2 separate regions of the Mus musculus genome follow, and region 2 is linked to region 1. The links are chromatin contacts, called in public promoter capture Hi-C maps. All regions are on one chromosome and are shown on one strand. The core of a region is the stretch at or near the end of the contact, and the rest is flanking DNA. Distances in the headings are between cores, read along the strand shown.

Evidence for each region. Capture Hi-C pulls out chosen DNA fragments and counts their contacts.
Region 2: a contact with region 1 is called in a promoter capture Hi-C map of pancreatic islet. The contact joins the promoter of Igf2 here to the promoter of Tnnt3 in region 1. A contact is called at or near these places in 20 of 39 promoter capture datasets (the 3T3-L1 cell line, 3T3-L1-derived adipocytes, the C10 cell line and 11 more), 16 of 484 Hi-C or Micro-C datasets (the CH12 cell line, the G1E-ER4 cell line, cardiomyocytes and 8 more), 17 of 115 datasets of contacts at active chromatin or transcription factors (the NIH/3T3 cell line, cardiomyocytes, craniofacial prominence and 9 more) and 4 of 9 other capture datasets (adipose tissue, embryonic stem cells, liver and 1 more).

What each region holds. Positions count from the first base shown.
Region 1 is chr7:142,496,192-142,502,647 of GRCm38.p6, reverse strand. Tnnt3 (troponin T3, skeletal, fast) reads right to left here and starts at 3,812. Exons shown (of 18, transcript NM_001163664.1): 1 at 3,749-3,812; 2 at 994-1,028; 3 at 806-819. The coding sequence starts at 1,010. The region is part of intron 1 of Prr33 (proline rich 33); the gene reads left to right.
Region 2 is chr7:142,655,805-142,661,627 of GRCm38.p6, reverse strand. It overlaps Igf2 (insulin-like growth factor 2), which reads left to right and starts at 4,132. Exons shown (of 4, transcript NM_001122737.2): 1 at 4,132-4,240; 2 at 5,812-5,823. The coding sequence starts at 5,818. Igf2os (insulin-like growth factor 2, opposite strand) reads right to left here and starts at 1,948. Exons shown (of 4, transcript NR_002855.3): 1 at 599-1,948.

The DNA.
Region 1 (6,456 bases), core at 2,563-5,062:
AAGGACAACTTGCTCTGTCCCTAGACAGCCTGGTTCTTTCACTGGCTAGACATCAGTCTGGGATCTTCAGTTCAGAGATGCTTTGTGGTAGCATGGGGAGATGGTCAGGCAGCAAAGTGCTTGCCATATAAGTCAGATCCCAGGATTCAAATAAAAGGCCAAGTGTGTTTGCACACTCTCATAACCCCAGGGCTGCGGAGGCAGAGACAGGAGGACCCCAAGGAACTTGCTGGCCAGCCAGCTTAGGTTAATCATCAAACTTCAGGTTCAGTGAGTCCCTCCCTGTCTCAAAAGGCAAGCTCCTAAAAATGACATCCAAGGTTGACCTCTGGTCCACACATATGAACACATCCGAAAACACACACACACATACATACACACACACACATGAACACAGAGGCTTTGTGGCCTTAGAGGGGAAAATATCTCAACCACAAGGTAGATATTGGATGTCTCTAGATTGCATGCCCTACTGTGGCCATGTGAGTGACCAAAGGTAACAAGGACAGGGAAGCTGCCCACTCAGACTCGAGTTCTCAGGGATTCACAGATATGCAAGTATACAGGATTGGGGCAGGTCAAGGTGTGAGCATCACAGGGAAAAAAACAAGCCACAGATTCAAGATAATTTGGGAGAGGGGTGTCTTTGAAACTCAATGACTGATCTAGCCGGTCAGGGACTCTTGGGCAATGGGTCCCCAAGGAATGAATGCTATCCATAGTCAAAGCTCTCCTCCCCACACCAAGAGCAACTCTACTATCTAGAGATGGAAGCATATAGAGGGAAAATAGAGAAGATACTTACCCTCAACTTGTTCACTGTCATAGTGGGTGAGTAGCAGTGGGGTGGGCCGGGGGGGGAGGGGGGGGAGAGAGAGAGAGAGAGAGAGAGAGAGAGAGAGAGGTGAGCTTGAGCTGCTGACTTGAGGCAGATGTCTGTAGGTGCCAGGAGTTCCATCCCACCAGCAAGAGAGGTGACCATACAGTACTCACGTTTCCTCGTCAGACATAGTGGCGGTGGGTTGTATCTGGAGAGGGAACATCAACAGAAGGGACAGTGAGGAATTACCTTAGGTTAGAAGCGTCACAAGAGTGGGCTCTCAGAGACTGAGGCCTAGAGGGGATGTGTGTAGACTGCAATTGAGGGCTACCTTTTGATTCCCCTGATTGGCCTTTCTCCCCATGACTTTGATGCCCCTTCTTCTTTTCCTGGCTCCGCCCTGGAACTTAGACTCCATAGCTGATTGGCTATTGAAAGGTTGTCATATGCATTCCACCCTGGACAGATGTCCCCTCTCCAGCATTTTCATGGAATGCCATCCAAACATGCACAGGTTGTGGGATGCACAGCTTTGGGATCCTCTGGATCTGGGGATATCCTTGCTTGTCTCAACTGATGGCCTCTGGCTAGGGAATCACCCTAGAATGGCTGAGCCTCACTTTAAGGGACAGATAGCCTCAGTCTGCCAGCTCTTCTTCCCTGGGTGAGCTCAAACTTTCTACTGTGCCTCACGTTTTCTTTGGGAGTCCAAGCTACATTTGGGGGTACCCCAGGTCCTCTTTTGTGTTCTCTGAAATCCTCTGATTTCAAATTAGAGAACCTATGAACGTTCAGTCTCCTTGTCTCCATTCCTGTGAAATACATGGAGACTGAACTCACAGGGGTGGGTCTGAGAAACTTCTCTGTGGGAAACCCGAGTTTCACACCCATGTGCTGAATGGATTGAGCTAACAGAGCCTAAGATCTCCTAGCACTACATCTGGGACTGGATACACAGGCTCGGGCATGGCGGCTACAGGGAGAGAGAACTTGGTTCCTGTGAACTGGTCACTGTACATGCCTACAGTGTTTGGGGGCCTGGGAACCTTCAAAGAACTGTATCAGAATGTTGACTCAGGGTTTGACAAACAAAGGTCATAAAAACACAACACAGCTGACTTAAAGACAATAGCTCTGGTGTCCCCAGGGAGCACATATAAGAAAACTGTTGTTCAGGGGCTAAAAATGCACCAGCAGCTTGGTGCTAAGATGGGGGCTGTTTCTAGACCCTGTTGATAACATTAGCTTTCCCAGAACAACTGAAACTTCCTGCAGAATTAACCCACAGATACCTGGGAGGCCCGTGGCCAAGCACCAGGCTCAGCCCTGCCTCATCCCAGAGCCTCTGTGTAGACTTCACCAACCACAAGTAAGCCATCTGGCCAGAGCTACCCATCATCTTGCTCTGCTCTGATCCCTACCAGTATTAACTGCCTTCTTTACTGTCTTCTGCACTGCCCCCTCCAACAGGGACACTCTGTGGGGTGGAAGGCCAGTGGGGTGGATCAGTTGAGCAGAGGCCCCATCTGCTTTGCTACCTCTGGTTTCTACTGGACCCACACACCTGTCAGCAGTGGAGGGAGGGGTAGTGTGTTTGCATGGGGTGTCATGCGTTTATAAGGAGCCAGTGGCAGCTGAAGTGTCCAAAAATAGGCATCAAAATTAGCAAGACTCCTCTGCCCTGAAACCCAAGATGGCAGGGGGGCAGGGTACTGAGAACAACCTAGCCATCTTGGCTCCCCTCCTGGCTCCTAAAGGCATCCATCCAGCAAGGGCAGCCTTGTACCCTTCCAAAGTGAGGTAGCAATGCCCTTGTTTGAGGTTGAGAAACTGAGGTTCCTGGTCTTCTAAAGAGGTCCAGAAGGCCCACTTGAGCATATCTGTGCATCTCCACCCCCATTTCAACATTTCTATAAATTGGGGAGAGGCAGAGGTGGGGTGTCAGGGATGGGACAGAGATGACCAATAAACAACAGAGAGTGAAAACAGTTGTTCTGTAGAGGGTTCTGGGCTTAGAAGAAGGTTCACAAAAATAGCCTGTGAGGTCAGTTTCCTTGGGGATCCATGCCAAACTCCTTTCCTTCAAAGGTGACAAAGGCCAAAAAGGGGCAGGGGGCCCTGCCACTCACTTGCTATGGGTCCCTTATCACTTCCTGCTTTGGGCCTAGTCTGCTCTGAACAACCTTGCTAGGTCCGGTTTCCTCCAAGGATTCCCAAGGACATCTAGAAAGTTCAACTCAGGAAGTTAGGAATCCCAGCCCGGCAACTTAACAAAGGCGGGAGCCTGGAGGGCTAGGGGCCACCTGGTCTCCCAGCCACAAGATCAGATATGAGCTTCCTGCTCAGGCCCAGGCTCCTTTCATTCCCTCTGTCCTGGTTCAGCTTGGCTCCTGTTTGTCTTCACCTGAACCTTAGGAATCTGCCCCAGGGGTTCACAGATATCTCTCCCCTGAGCTTCTTCCCAGGGTGATCTGAGATAAGCCCAGATCTGCAAAAGGGCAGACCCATGGGCTCCAAGGATGAGTTGAAATCACATTCTTTCTCTAAGGTCATTCTTTCAGAGTCTCAGAGGGGCTCCAGCCAGCTGCCAGGCAGGCAGCTGCAGGCGCCCTTAGAGCTCTGAATGATGTCCTCTGACTCACTCGATCCTTATCTCACCCTCTGCCCTTCTTCCTAGATCCTACCTTAGGAGGTCTCCTTTGTCCTGAGTCACACAGGAGCCCCACTCCTTCTCACTTCCTGTGCTTTTCTATTCTGGTTTAGAACCAGATCTTTTATGTCATCCCAAGGTTCAAGCACCATGCTTCTAGTTACCAAAATACAACACAGCAAGAGGCACAGGACCCATTGAACTCCCCTTAGATGCTAGGCAGCCAAGCCCAGACACAGTTGCCCACTCCTACGCGGGCTGTTCACATCCATACACACCTGTAGTTGAGTCTGAGAAAGGCTGGGGGCTCCTTGTGGACAGGACCAGCAGCAGGCACTGTCCAACAGCCTCACCCCTTCATGTTATAGTGACATCTGATCTTCTCTGGCAGCCCATTGGCCAGCAGATGGGTGGCTGGGGCATGGGAAGGGGGAGGGTGTGCCCAAGCAGGCCCCTGACCAAGTATAGGAATGCCCCAGAGGAGGCCCAAGGAGGCAAGGATGGAGGAGACATGCCTGGAGGAGGAGGCAAGGTCCCTAACTGTTCCAGAAAGGTGTCAGCTGCTATTTTTACCTACCCTCCCCCCTCAGCAATGGGCACATGCTTGATGGGCTGAGGGAGAGAGGAGGAAAGGATTGGGTCTAGACCAAGGCTGTTCTTGAGTCAGGCTGTTGGGGGAAGGGTCATCAGAGCCTGGGTTTTGGGTTCTTTGGTCCCCTGTTCCTCTGCCCGAGGTGGCTTGTAGGAGCAGGTACTTTGTTCAAGATCGGTGTCTAACTCTATATGGCACCTCCTGCAACTCTGCCCTGCTTCTCCAGCATAGAGACAGCTCAAGATACCCACCAAATGAAGAGCCCTGGGTCCCTAGCCCATGTCACACACAGCCCCTTCTTCGAGGCCAGGCCTATTTTTCAAGTGGACATCACTGGAACACGTCTCATGAAATGATCACCTAATAGGAGAAATGATCACCTAAACCTTGCCTCTGGTTGTCCATCTTCCTCAGTAACTGGGGAGGGCTGAGCAATGCTTGGGCCTGTTATTGGTCTGGGGGCTCCATACTAAGTAGTGGACCTGGAGGTCATATCTCTGTCCAGGGATGTGGGCCCTGCTGAGCAGACCTGGCCATGAGCAGACCTCGCCATGTGCCTGGCCTTTTTTTCCTCAAGACTCCAGGGGGCACCATCCAACCATGGACACTCTTCTGGGCCTTATGTGCCTGGTCAGCCTCTAGGGAAACTGAAGCACCAAGTAGCAAGAGACCAACCTGGCATTTGCCATTCACTCTCTTAACCCTCCCAGACCCCATGGCTTGTCGTGTGTGGCTGGTGGGGTCTGTGGATCTGTTCAGTTCAGGGAAAAAGCCAATGTGGAGTGTAAAGTAATGGTAGGTGAGCCCTAGGGGACACAGACAGGGCTCTGGTCCTTTTGCATCCTGAGATTAGAGACATCAGGATGACCAGTAGGAGGCCCACAGTATGCCAATCTCCACCAAATCTTAAGAGTTTCTGGAAGGTTTGGATTGACCCACCATCCACCTCCTATGTGTTAGAGATGGGGCCATAGAATGCCAGAGACACAAGATCCAGCTTGTGATCAGAAGGAGAGTGGAGCCAGTCTTCTAGCCTGCTGGCTCATAGAACAGAGCTTCTCTCCTGCTCTCCTCTGCTCCAAGCACCTGCCCCTTAGAGGCCCCTGGAGTTGTTGGGCCAGCTCAACCTTCCTGGACAGAACCTATGTGTCCCTCTATACCTCCATCTATACCATTAGATAGATAGGGTTCAGTGAGCTCTAAATATTGTGGATGCCCAGCTCAATCTGGCCTTGAGGGTCATGTAGAGTTTATGAAGTCCCACACTAGTGCCAAAGGGACTCTAATTCTCTTCTGTGGTGAGGTCAGCCTCCCTTCTCATCTGGCTCTACTGAGACCAACCAAGCACACCACTCAGCTGAAGAACACGGAGAGCAGACATGGGGGATTTTATCCAGTCTATTGTTGTTGAACCCCTGAATCCAGAAGCTCTTGCCTGAGAGCAATGAGGGTCCTTAGAGGTCTATAGATGGCTATGCTACCATCTCTGTAGTGGCTCCTCATGGCCAGCAGGGGAGGGTGGCTACCCACTTCAGAAGCCTTTGGCATACGCTTTCAGTGAGGTCAGAGAGACCAGGCAGGTCTTATTTTGAGTAACAGTCACCTCCTCCTCAGGGGATCAGGCCCAAGGTACAGCGGGACAGCATAGAGTGGGCACTGCTGGACCAGGTGCTGCCGTCCACCAAAGACTCGAGCAGGTAACACGTGCAAGGTAATACACAAAAGGTCCTACTTGGCCTGGCTGGGGCTTGGTGGGGAAAAGACAGGAGAAAAGGCTCCCTGGGAATCTGAGAGAGAACTGGAGCCCCTGGTGGTGGTGGTGGTGGGGCAACGAATTCCGTTGGATGGGACTTGGAGACTGTCCCTGTTCTATCCAAGAGACTGAGAGGCAGTGGCTTCCCTGAATAGTTGTGAGAGATCCCTCAAAGTCGGTGAACATCCATCTGACTTTGACTGGGCTTGGAGGACAGAGGAGGCTGAGAAGAGCCTGCCCTTCAAGTGTCTTTACTTCTATGGCCTATACAGGTGACTCCCAGAATAGTGGGGTTTTCAGAGGCTACTCAATCTGGGTGCTGAGCAGACAGGGAATGGAAGAGCCCCTGGACCCTGAGCCTCACCCAGCGCCCCTACTTGACCCACTGTGGCTGGCTCTGCCAAGCCCAGGATAGGATTGGCTGACATGGCACTTGGGACTCAGCCACTGTGATCTGGGCAGCAGCTGTCCCCATGCATGACAGTGCCTCCTGGTTCGAAAAACACTCTGATTGGCTGTAAAGGTATTAGAGCAATTCCCGAATCCTGAAGTGAAGTGGGTCTTTAAGTAGGGCTTGGAGGAAGCAGCAGCAGCTATTGGGCCTTTCAGGAGGCTGGCAGGAAGATGGAAGGGCAGTATCC
Region 2 (5,823 bases), core at 2,883-5,382, 160 kb before region 1:
AGCAACAACAAACCACCTAACTTCTACAAATTAGTCTAGGATTTTGTGGGTTCCCCAAGCTTTCTAACCAAGATATTGGGTTCCCCTCGTTAGGCCTGGATCAAGATGCCCCCCATTTTTGCATAGAATAATTTTCCTCATTCCCCAACTTGGATTCTAATTTTTCTGGAATCTCAAATTTAGTCATTCGCCACAGTTTTCCCATTTATGGAGTCGCCTTCGAGTCCCCCTACTTTGGGCCGCTCATTCCCAGGACCGCAAATCAGACAAGGGTCTGACTTGGGATCCCCGAAATTTGATCATTGTTTCCGCTGGCCACTTTCGGCAGCTTCCCGTCCTGCGCATAACAGTGGTATCGGCCTCGTCACTTCTCCTACGGTGTCCCAGCGGCAGCACAGATTTTGGAAAAGTGTGTGTGCCCCAAACACGCACTGGACACTGCGCGGCGGCCAGGACGTGGGCAGTGTTGCTCCCGTGTCCAGGAAAACGACTGGGCATTGCCCCCAGTTTCCCCCAAATTTGGGCATTGTCCCCGGGTCTTCCAACGGACTGGGCGTTGCCCCGGTTCACTGGGGACTGCCCTTGGGGTCTCGCTCACCTTCAGCAGCGTCCACTTCAGCAGCTCCCACTTCATCCGCTCTCCCGCCCTTCTCCTCCGATCCTCCTGCGCCAGCGGACCCGACCTTCGGCCTTGTGGTGAGCTCCCCGTGGCGCGCTCCCTCGTGCCCCAGCTCTTCCACTGCGGGGCACCGGCTACCTCGCAGTTTGTCCTCAGGGCTGCTGCGGAGTAGCGCGGGAGCGGGCTGCTGGCTTCTCCCTCGGCGGCAGCGCTCCTTTGGGCTGGGCGCTCCGAAACGCGCGCCACTTTGTGTGCACTCTGCAAACAACGCGGTGGTAGGGAAAGCGCCTGGGCGGCCAGGAAGCGGGAAGGGCAGAGCGCTCGGGCGGCTTGGAGCCTCCAACCCTACAGGTCGAGGGCTTGGGGAAGCGAGTGTAGAGCGCGGGCGCGGTGATTGATGGTCGGGCCGGGAGGTTAGCCCCGGGTGCACTGGTTTCCGCCAGTAGTGGCCCTTTAGAGGCCTAGAGGTGCGGAGGTCGGGAGAGGGAAACAAGGTGCACCGGTTTAGAAGTGATTTTGACTTGGTAAAAATCACAATGGCTTCTTATATCTGAAACCACCCGGGGAGAGTTTCTTAATAGCCCGGAATTATCGCATTGGCCCCTGGGGCCGAACCTGCAACTAAGCAAATTCAAAGTGCTGAGGACAGGGAACTGTTATCTGCTCATACTGGGTGGGGTCCCAAAGGCGCGCCGCTTAGAAGCACTTCAGTGAGCTCTGGTTTACAGGTCTGGTTTGAGCTACGTTTCCCGCCCTGCTTCTTTTTCTGCTGAAGGGCGCAGACATTGTGCGGGGGCTCCACGCGGGGCCCAGATTTGGCGTGGCCAAGCCAGCCTTCCCTTCATGGTGCACCTGGTGGCCCCCCAAAGGCTGCTAGGAGATCCCAGGCAAAGCAGAGGTTAGGGGCGCTTAGTAAGATCTATCTGGCTGCTATTCGAGGTGCCTCACAGCCCGCCCTGCCTGCTCAGGCAGGTGGAGGCTGCGCGCTCCCCCCCCCCCCCCCAGCCGATCCAGGGGACTGTCCCCTGCTTAGCAAGTAGGTCCCTGTGAGAACCCTCTACCCAGCTACCTGCGCCTTAACTCAGTCGGCCGGGATGCGCCTACCTTGTAACCCTCTAACTGAGCACAGGTCCTGCCACTACCACTGAGGCCTAGGGTGCCACGCACGTTGGTTCGCACCACGCGCCCATGTTGCACAAGCACAGGGCACCCCGGAAACATGACATGGGACCTCGATTTTTAGGGATAGACACCCAGGATTTAGTGGGCCTGTTGGGGCGCACAGCCCCCCCCCATCTTTGCCACCAGGCACTCCACTCCCCCCCCCCACCGGCAACCCCCGTGCCCAGGGCCCCCGACCCGCATTCCCCGCGTGGCTCGAGTTGCGGGGGCGGTCCCGGGGCGGGGCGAGGGCCCTGCGGACGCCCATTGGCGCGGGCGTAAGGCCAGCGGGGCCCGAGCGGGCGCCGAGCCGCGGGGTGGCGCGGCTATAAGAACCGGGCGTTGGCGCCCGGAGTTCGCCTGCTCTCCGGCGGAGCTGCGTGAGGCCAGGCCGGCCCCCGGCCCCCCCTTCCGGCCGCCCCCGCCTCCTGGCCCACGCCCGCCCGCGCTCGGCCCGCCAGCGCCTCCATCCGGGCTGGCGGCCCCGCGTCGACGCCGTCCGCCACCTCGCTGCTGCTAACTCCTGTGCAGGGCGCCGTCGGCGGGGCCGCGCTCCGTCGGGCCTGCGGATCTCCCCACCGCCTCCTCCTCTATCTACCTCAACACCCCATTCCTGCTTCGCCAGAGGAGGCGGTCCCCACCGCAGGCAGTCCGGCTTGCAGGTCGCCGGCGTTGTCATCCCCCGCGCTTCCCCTCCCAGCCCTCCCCGGTGCGCAGCCCGGCTGCTCCCCTCTTTTCGCTGCAGTCCCGAGCAGCTGAGGCGCCGCCACGCCTGTCCCCCCCACAAGAAGCCCGGGCTTACGACGGCTGAGGGCTCCGTCGACCCTAACCGAGCTGGGTGCCCGTGGCCGGGGTGACGCCTCCATTCCTCCCCCCTCAACACCGTCCTCGGTCCTTCGAAGTTGCATCCTCTCCTCTGCTTAGGGTGCGCCCCCCCTCGCGCACCCGCTTACCCGCCACCTTTCCTAAGCTCCCCTCCTGCCCCCTCCCCGTTCCTCCTCGCCTCAGACTCCCTCCCCCTCACGTCCGCCCTCTGCCTTCGCCTACCCAAGTGGATTAATTATACGCTTTCTGTTTCTCTCCGTGCTGTCCTCTCCCGCTGTGAGCCTACCCGCCTCTCGCTGTCCTCTCTCCCTCTCTCCCTCTCTGTGGTCCCCCCCTTTCACGTTCACTCTGTCTCTCTCACTATCTCTGCCCCCCAACTATCCTTGATACAACAGCTGACCTCATTTCCCGATACCTTTTCCCCCCCGAAAGTACAATATCTGGCCCGCCCCAGCCCTAAGATACCCTAAAGAAGCAGAAGAGACGCCCCCCTCCCCACCAAAAAAGCCATCTCCCCGTTCTGTCCCGTCGCACATTCGGCCTCTGCGACTCGGGCAGAGCGGCGCTGGCAGAGGAGTGCCCGGCAGAAGGGCCTTCGCCCGCTGTTCGGTTTGCATACCCGCAGCAGGGAGATGGGCGGCAGCGTCGCCGGCTTCCAGGTAAGGGCTCTCAGGGGCCCTGGGAGTGGGGGGTGCGCAGAGCCCGGCTTGGGCATGGCGGGACTGGTGCGGTGGGTGGGGGGCTGGGGGCTCGTTCCCTAAGCAAACTTTTGTTCCCCCTTGCGCCATGGAGTGGGGGAAGGGGCGGGGGTATGGGGGCTGTTGGGGAGGGGGTGTGTAAGTTGAACTCACAGGAGACTTCCTGGTGCTTTACTGTGTGTTGGGGAAGGGGGGGATGGATGAGCTGCATAAAATGTACGATTCGTGCTGTGCAGGCCCTGTACACCCCCCCCCAAGGGTGCTGAGTGATGAGGAGGGGGGCAGAGTCTCCGAAGCCCACCCTGGTATGTTGACTTTGTGCCAATGAGACAGGAAGGAAAAGTGGGTGGGCGGGGCCAAGAGCCCCCCAAAATTGGTAAAAGAGTCAAGCCAGACCCCACAGTTAGCTTTTCCCCCCACCCACACACCCCAACTCTGTCCCCAACATTCCCAACCTGGAATGTTGGGGGGAGAGGGGACGGTTTCGGGCTCAGAAGGGCAGAAATGTTACAGTTCAAAGAGAAATAACTGCCCCTGCCTTTTACTGGGTGTAACTTTCCATAGGAGGATGTGGGAAGGAGCCCCCTCCCTCCCCCCATTGGTCTGTGCAGAAAGGGCTGGGGGCGCACGATGAGGCCCCCCTCCCACTGGTGGTGCTTTGCTAAGGAATGGTCCAAGGCTAGCTCTTGGGGGTGCAGGAGAAAAGGGACTGGCTGGAAGGAGGGAGGGGGCGGGTGCAAAGGGGGCGGGGGGAGTGGTCAGCAGGGAGGGGGTGGGGGGTAGGGTGGAGCCGGGACTGGGAGGAGCCACTCAGACATAAAAAGCGGAGGCACTGACCAGTTCGCAAACTGGACATTAGCTTCTCCTGTGAGAACCTTCCAGCCTTTTCCTGTCTTCATCCTCTTCCAGCCCCAGCGGCCTCCTTACCCAACTTCAGGTAACCAGGGCTGTGGAGCCAGGACCCTGCTGCCATCCCCACTCCGGCTTGCCCAGTGGGGTGGTCAGGGCACCGGGTAGCCTGAGGCCTCTGCCCTTGCAGCCGGGCCTGCTACCTCTCCCAAGCCTTCGTTCTCCCTCAGCCTCTGTCCTATGCCCCCCACTAGATCCAGGCTTCCTTACCTGCCCAGTCCTCTACTTTTCCTTCCTCTCTGCCTCCCCACTCCAACAAATTCGGGCCTTCCCTGGGCCCTCACCTGTCCCTTGCCTCCTGGTCAATCTCCTGCTTGCTTCTCCTGGACACCTGGGCTGAACCAGCCAGTGTGGTCTTGGCTTTGGGAAGGGACTTCGAGGTCAGCTCCGTCTGCCTGCCCCCCGCCCCCAGAACTAACTGCTGTAGCTATAGCCTGCTGATCGCAAGTGGTTGGTGGCACAGAGGGTATTGGGAGGATCGGTCTGGGTCTTGATGAAGTGGGCAAAGATGACTTTTAGTTACCCAAGGGAGCTCGAACAAATTTGTTTCTTGATTATTCCGCACTGGTCTCTCACATGTTTCTTTGCAGCAAGAAATCCCCTGGGCCTATGGAGCAGAGATTGAGGCTGCGGCCTGGAGGGCTCTACTTAACTGAAGGGTCAAGGGTGGCTTACTGTGGGTCATCGTGGCCTCCCACCACTAAAAAAGCTAGCTAACCATTGTCCCCGCCTGTAGCCACATAGCCTGTGGAGGGGGTGTGTCCCTCCAAAATGGGGTGTTTAGCCTCCCAAGGACCCAAACTGCTGCCCTGGGTAAATTTAGCTCTTATCAGAAAGATGATTCTATGGGCCATAAAGGGACCCTCTAGGGTCCCTGACCATGGATGGCAAGCTCTGAGGTGCCCAGGAAAGTCTATACTTGGAGGACTGGGTGACCCTGGAGAGCAAGGCTCACAGGAGTGCTGGCTATCCCATTGCGCTAACCATTGGATTCTGACATGGGCCCTGCTCACCATGGCCTGGGAGGTGGGGTGGATGGGTGGGGCTGGCTCTGCTGCTTAGGGAGGGGTGGCCAGCTGGGGGGCGGGTAGGTTGGGAATGGTCCCTTTGGATGCACATGCTCCATGGTGGGTGGGGTGGAGCTATCTGCCATCTTGGCCAATGCTTGGAGGCCAGAGTAGGAGTGGCAGTAGTGATGTGCCCTTGGGCTGGCCCCACCCCCATGATGTCATAGCATGGAAACCAGGTCCAGTGTCCAGCACTGGCCCCTGCTGCTGTGGGTGTGGTTAAGCTGCAATTGCGCCCATGGATGGGTGGTCCTCAAGGGTTTCTTACAGTTCAAAGCCACCACGGGGTGCCTTCCTGGGGTCCATTGAATTTCTCCACACTCAAAGTAGTTTTTGACCTCAGCAATTCAAGTCCCCCTGTTTTCACAGGTTAAATAAATAGTGACATGGCTGTCTTTCAGATTCCAATTGCATTTTTAATTAAGAGATGATAGGTGTCTTTGGTGGGGCCTGGGTGGGGGTGAGCCATTCTCCTGGGATTAGGGGTGTGGCTTGGGGGCCTCTAGCTCAAAGCCTGCGTTTCTTTCTCCAGGTACCAATGGGG